Regions from separate parts of the Mus musculus genome. Here region 1 is linked to region 2. The links are chromatin contacts, called in public Hi-C maps. All regions are on one chromosome and are shown on one strand. Each heading gives the region's core, a stretch centred on a gene start, on an enhancer-like site or on the middle of the called end of the contact. The rest is flanking DNA. Distances are from core to core; before and after follow the strand shown.

Region 1 (2,700 bases), core at 71-2,570, 290 kb before region 2:
TATCTTATTCCTCATTGGGTTACTAGAATTTTTTTTTTTTATCTTTCTTCTCATCCTTCCTCTAATTGCAAAACATTTGAGAGGAGGAAAAAAAATCCTATACAACCTTTTGTATTTTCATTTTCTTCCAGGGCAATCAATGTCTTGCACATAGTTGATAAGATCTATTGAATTGAAATTCACATCAATTGAATTTGATTTAAGAGTAATAGGAAAGAAAGTATGCATCAAGTCTTTGAGAAAAATGTCTCTTGAGCATTAGAACTGTACAAAGTATGTATACACAAGATGGAGAACTTTCTCCCCTAGAGGTCTTGGGGAAGCTCAGTGGCCTTTGAGAATGCCTATCAGGATGCAGACTCTTCGGAGTTCTGTGTGATACAGAGCTCTGCCTCATCAGAAGCCTTAGATGCGGATGCTCATAACTAAAGCAGGTGACTACATAGCTGATGTGGATAGAACAGTGTTGCACATCAAGAAAGTGCCTATCTGGGGTTTATGCAGTCATGATGGCCCAGTCCTCCTATATTGATTGAGAGGTTTATGTGAAGTATTTTCAAACCCATAGTAACCCAAACAACGTCACTTCAACTGCTAATTTAAAGGAAGAAAAAGATAAGGTCTTAAGTGATACACTTTGAAAATAGACTGCTAAATTATTTTAAAATTTCTGCTTGGGTAAGAAAAAAAATTGCATACTAAGTATACTGCTTGAGAAAAGGAGCCTGGAAAAATATGGGATGTAAGTGAGGCTGAGCTCTGAAGGCTATTCACAGTGAAGAGTCAAAGGAAAAGAAACGTTATCAATGCCTTTCACCCTTTCTTCTCACAAGACCATGTTTCACTCAAAACCCCGAACTTCACTGGGAACTTGAACCATATACTCTCTGAACACCACATTGGCTACAGCTTACAGCAAGATTATAAGGAAAATGTAATGGGACCTCAAAGATAGCCTCTCTTAAAAGTCATAACTTCCTCCATAAAGAAAAAGGATATTTAAAATGAAAACAAAAAAAAAAAAGCACACAGAAGGCTAACTTCCAGAATAAATAAATAAAGAATCACAACATGGTGTAAAAGAGCTCATTAAGTAAACAATGGCCCCACTCTCAGGGAGATGCCCCTCCCCAATGCTGCTATTATTTCACCTTCAACATCTTTTTGTGTTAATCAGAAGATTTGATGCTGCTTATCATTTTTCGGCTCATGGAAACCAGGCTGAGAGCAAGCAAGTATCTGCAAGTTAGCAGCCTATGCATGGCAGCTTGTTTGGTTTCATTCCAAAGGGCGCTCTGCCAAGGGATGAACAGCAGTAGTCATTTCTCTCTAAATCACTGTCAAGACCCTGCTTCAAGCTGCTATTTGGTTCACCAGAGGCCAGCACACAGCCTATGGAATCCAGAAACAGGGGGTTGGGAAAGGCGATTCTGAAGAGGACTGACTTACACATTTATATCTTCTTGACAGGCAGAGAGGCTCCCAGGAAAGGGAACAGGGGCAGGGTGAGAGCAGTGGTGAGCATCTGGGGGTGTATTCAGCTAGGGTGCTTGGATTTGCTCTTCCTCCTGTGTTTAATTTGCACATTTAAAGTTCTCAGCAGTTCAAATACTTTTAACCTGGTGGGATTGTAATTACCATAAACTCAAATATCTCTTTTCTTTAAAAAAGTGTATGTTGTTTTTAAAAATGCTTGGCCTTTAAAAGCCTCTTCTATTCCAGTTTTGTTCTTTGCTAAATAAAAGTTAGCCTAGATTATCTCCTGCCTGTTTTATAGGGATAGGGCACAGGATTTGATACTGATGAATCTGGCAGGGCCACATTAAGCTGTTTCTCTTTAAATGCTTCAACTTTTCTCTCACTAAACCTGAGGCACAACCCATTTTTCAGAAGTTGTGAGAACTAAATGAGCCATTAAATCCCAGGACTGACATATGACAGATATGAAAACTCTCGTTTCGGTTCATTTCTTCTGCTGGTATTCTACATCTATGAATTTTTATATGATCAGTTTTATCTGTCACTTCAGGGAAGAGGGGCGTGGCACAGAGAAACTATCACCTTTGCTTCTGGACTCTTTGGTTATGATCAAGTAAGAAGCTACTGCTGTTTTGTGTAAGACTATGGAACTTGCTAGCAGATGGGACTCATATCTGCGTCCCCCAATATGATATATATTTTAAGTCTATATGATGATGGATTCATCCTTGACTTCTACTCATCAGTTGAAAACTTATCTGATAAAGACTTCAGTCTGCAAAAGTCCTTCAGATAACATGGTACTAGTGAGAGGCACCCTTGCTGCAGGTCTATCTGAACATTCACCATAGGGTATTCCAATCTGGCAACAGTGAAGGAAGCAAACCCTGGGGTTGACAGTAGATGCTTGACATGAGCTGTCCATTCATATGAAAGCAACATGGCCTTCAGGAGAAGCTCTTTCATTTCCCTGTTGCTAGCATCATGGGAGTGAGAGGCAGACCCACCTCTATAGTCTAGAAATGCCGGCTCATGTTGCTCCAAACCATCATCAAGCATCATCAACACTCCTTTTACAGTCCCTTAGTAAAAATCAAGTGTGATCAATTTAGAGGAAAAATGCCATCATGCAGAAGCCAGTTGTATCACTAGATCCTCCTTTATATCTTCTTTAACCATTTGGAGTTCTACATACCCCTTGAGTTAAGTGTAGGGACGCAA
Region 2 (2,700 bases), core at 114-2,613:
CAAAAAGTCTTTACCTCCAGGTAAACATTTGTATAGCTCAGGCTAATTTTGAAATCATAGCTAAGTAGCTATGATTTATCATTACAAATGTTGATATTATAGGTATTAACTATCATAACTACTTAGATAAGATTTCCTTATTGAGATTTTCTCATCTCAGGCAGTTCTAAAATCCTCAAATTATTGTAACTGTACCTTGCAAGCCAGATGTAAAGTTCTGATAGAAAAATGTCGAAACCACGTCTTTTATGTAGTTGTCACATTTGCCCCTCAATGGCTAGTTGTTTCATCATCTCCCTGTGAAGGAATGCTCTCCATATTCTGTATTCCATTCTCGATTTTATATAGGATGCTAGATGAAGCACGTACAATATGAGTGCCAACTACACTGGCTCTTGCTTTGCTTTGGGTAAGAATGAGTTCCATTAGGACTGAAGTCTGATCTACCGTAGATGCTTTTTGGGATTGTGGCTATTTAAAGTGGACATATCCTGATAAATGGCTGATCATGGGCCTTGGTGATGTTTAACCCAACTCCTCTGACAATTTTGGAATCCTCCTGTCCCAGGCATACACATACGCAGCTCTCCAGATGCAAATGTTTACTTGAGAGACACATGTGTGGAATTCTAGAGTAAATAGAGAGAGTGAGAACTGTCTGTAGTTGAAAGGTCTGTGGGTTAGAATTCACATGTTATATTCCTAAATGTGTCTGGAACTTCCCGAGGGATTTCAGGAAAATCACTTAACTTCCCCAACTCAGCTGAGGAATAGAAATCATATTATTTATCTGCTTTAGATTGTGCAATCATGCTTTCCTTTTTACAGTCTTAGATACTACACAACTCAACGAATCCCCAGGATATTAGAAGGATATTAACATATGCCAAGCAAACTGCAGCCTGAGATGTATCAAGTTTCCAAAGGTCTGTGTTTTTCCTGAGGAAATTTGAGACCAGGGATGATATCTGTCCTGTGGCCACATGAACAGGCGCCTCTCCATTCCCACGTTACAGGGCAGAATTCCACTGCTCCCTCACTTTCTATTCTAGTCAAATATTGGGTCTCCCTATCTTCTTCCCCACCGCCCCCATTTAATAGGAAACACATTCTCTTTCCGTAGGACACAAATAGAAGAAAAAGGGGGGGGGGAGGAGAAAGAGAGATTTAAGTAGAACTGCAGAATCTGTACCTACATACAACTTGCTAAATATATATAGATGAAAATAGCCAGAGCTGAGAGAGAGGAAAAAAAGAAGAGTGTTTTAACAGTAAAGTAAAACCACAACTAATGACTTCAGGAGACAGGAGCTAGGTGGACAAGCACAGCACTGCAGTTTTAAATATATGGGATTTGGCTTCACCTCCCCAGTAAGTGGCCTGGCACCAATTCAAATAGGCTGGTCTGGCACGCTAGTGCCTCTGTGAGGGACCACACTGGCGGATGGAAACGACCACAAAGCCACAGAGAAAGTGCAGGTTTCCAAAGGCAACAAGAAGGCAAGCAGACTGGCAGCTAAAACAATGCCAAGGCTCCTTCATCAGCAGGGAGGGGCAGCCTTGCCAAGGCAGATTTTCTTTCTCTGTACATTGGGATGGCCAACCATAAGCCTGATCAGTGGCAGGATGGGCAGTGGGTATCAGGCACCACGGAGGAGGAGCCAGGCACAGATGGCCCAAGGGCTGGCCACAAGGGAGGGCATCCTTTAAAGGATGATCGCAGAGCAATCTCTGCTCTGGGTACCATAGTGCAGAAAGCTGAGAGAGTCATGTTTGTGGAATATTTCTGTGTACTAAAAAGAGGCAATAATCTTTATGGGCTTCTAGCTCTGGAAAATATTTTTCTATACAAACAAGTTGTTTTTCATGCCATTGAAGACTGCCAAATGATTTGGTACATGAAGCATTCTTGCTTTACACTGCCTGAAAGTAAGGAATCTACTTCAGAGAGTGGAAGACACAGCAGGGGGCTTTTGTTGGCCACCAGCCACTTTTAGCATCTATGGTGGTGTCTACACAATGCCAACTCTGCTAGCTGGAAAGCTGAAGTGGAATTAAAGCTTTTTCCAAGGAGGCTGCACAATACATAATGGTATCACTATTCACTGTGAGTTGGCTGATGCCTTTGATGGTCTAACAGCCAGGCACAGTTTTCTCAGTGTTATAGCAAGGGCAAGAACTAACTTCTGAGGTTTTCAGAGGAGGCAGTTCAGACAAATTATGTCCAACTCCTTGAATGAGTTAAAAAAAATGCCAAGCACTTGTCAAAAATGATATATTCTCCAGCTGACAAGAAAACAACCATAATGATGGACATTGTGTGTTAATAGCTCTCCTTTGCTGTCTTGGCCTTAGGAGACCAACTTTGTAGCAACAATAATGATCAAGCAACTTTGACGTTTCCCATCGCTCTTCACACCTCACATGAGAATTTTATTTCATTGACAAAACCATGCAGCTTAGGTGCTTCCAGACCTAGTCGGGACATTTCTGAAGCAACAGGAACCTCTGTGACAGACACACAGTTAAGTCAAAAGCGGCAATAGGGAAGAGATGAGTCAGATGACTGGGTTGTTCTACATCACCCTATATTACCTTTGAATACCAGATGGAGAACTGGAGGAAGGAGGGATGTGTAGTGGGCAGTGTGGCTACAGGGTCCTCATGTTTTTAAAACAAGATACAGCCAAGACTTTGGAA

The links. A called contact is a pair of places that touch in the nucleus more often than the background predicts.
Region 1: a Hi-C map of cerebellum shows a contact between it and region 2, with 2.4 times the contacts expected there. The contact joins two enhancer-like sites. A contact is called at or near these places in 7 of 484 Hi-C or Micro-C datasets (cerebellar granule neurons, cerebellum, myocytes and 2 more).

The regions. Positions count from the first base shown.
Region 1 is chr4:86,123,206-86,125,905 of GRCm38.p6, reverse strand. All of the region lies in intron 3 of Adamtsl1 (ADAMTS-like 1), which reads right to left. Among named protein-coding and RNA genes, the nearest start is that of Adamtsl1, 71 kb to the right of the region's middle. Within about 2 kb of position 1,320, at least 16 of the 459 cell types and tissues checked have an H3K27ac peak or open chromatin away from gene starts, as enhancers often do. A contact at or near this core is called in cerebellum, where this site is marked.
Region 2 is chr4:85,836,569-85,839,268 of GRCm38.p6, reverse strand. It overlaps a transcript of Adamtsl1 not described here. Among named protein-coding and RNA genes, the nearest start is that of Adamtsl1, 220 kb to the left of the region's middle. Within about 2 kb of position 1,363, at least 41 of the 459 cell types and tissues checked have an H3K27ac peak or open chromatin away from gene starts, as enhancers often do. A contact at or near this core is called in cerebellum, where this site is marked.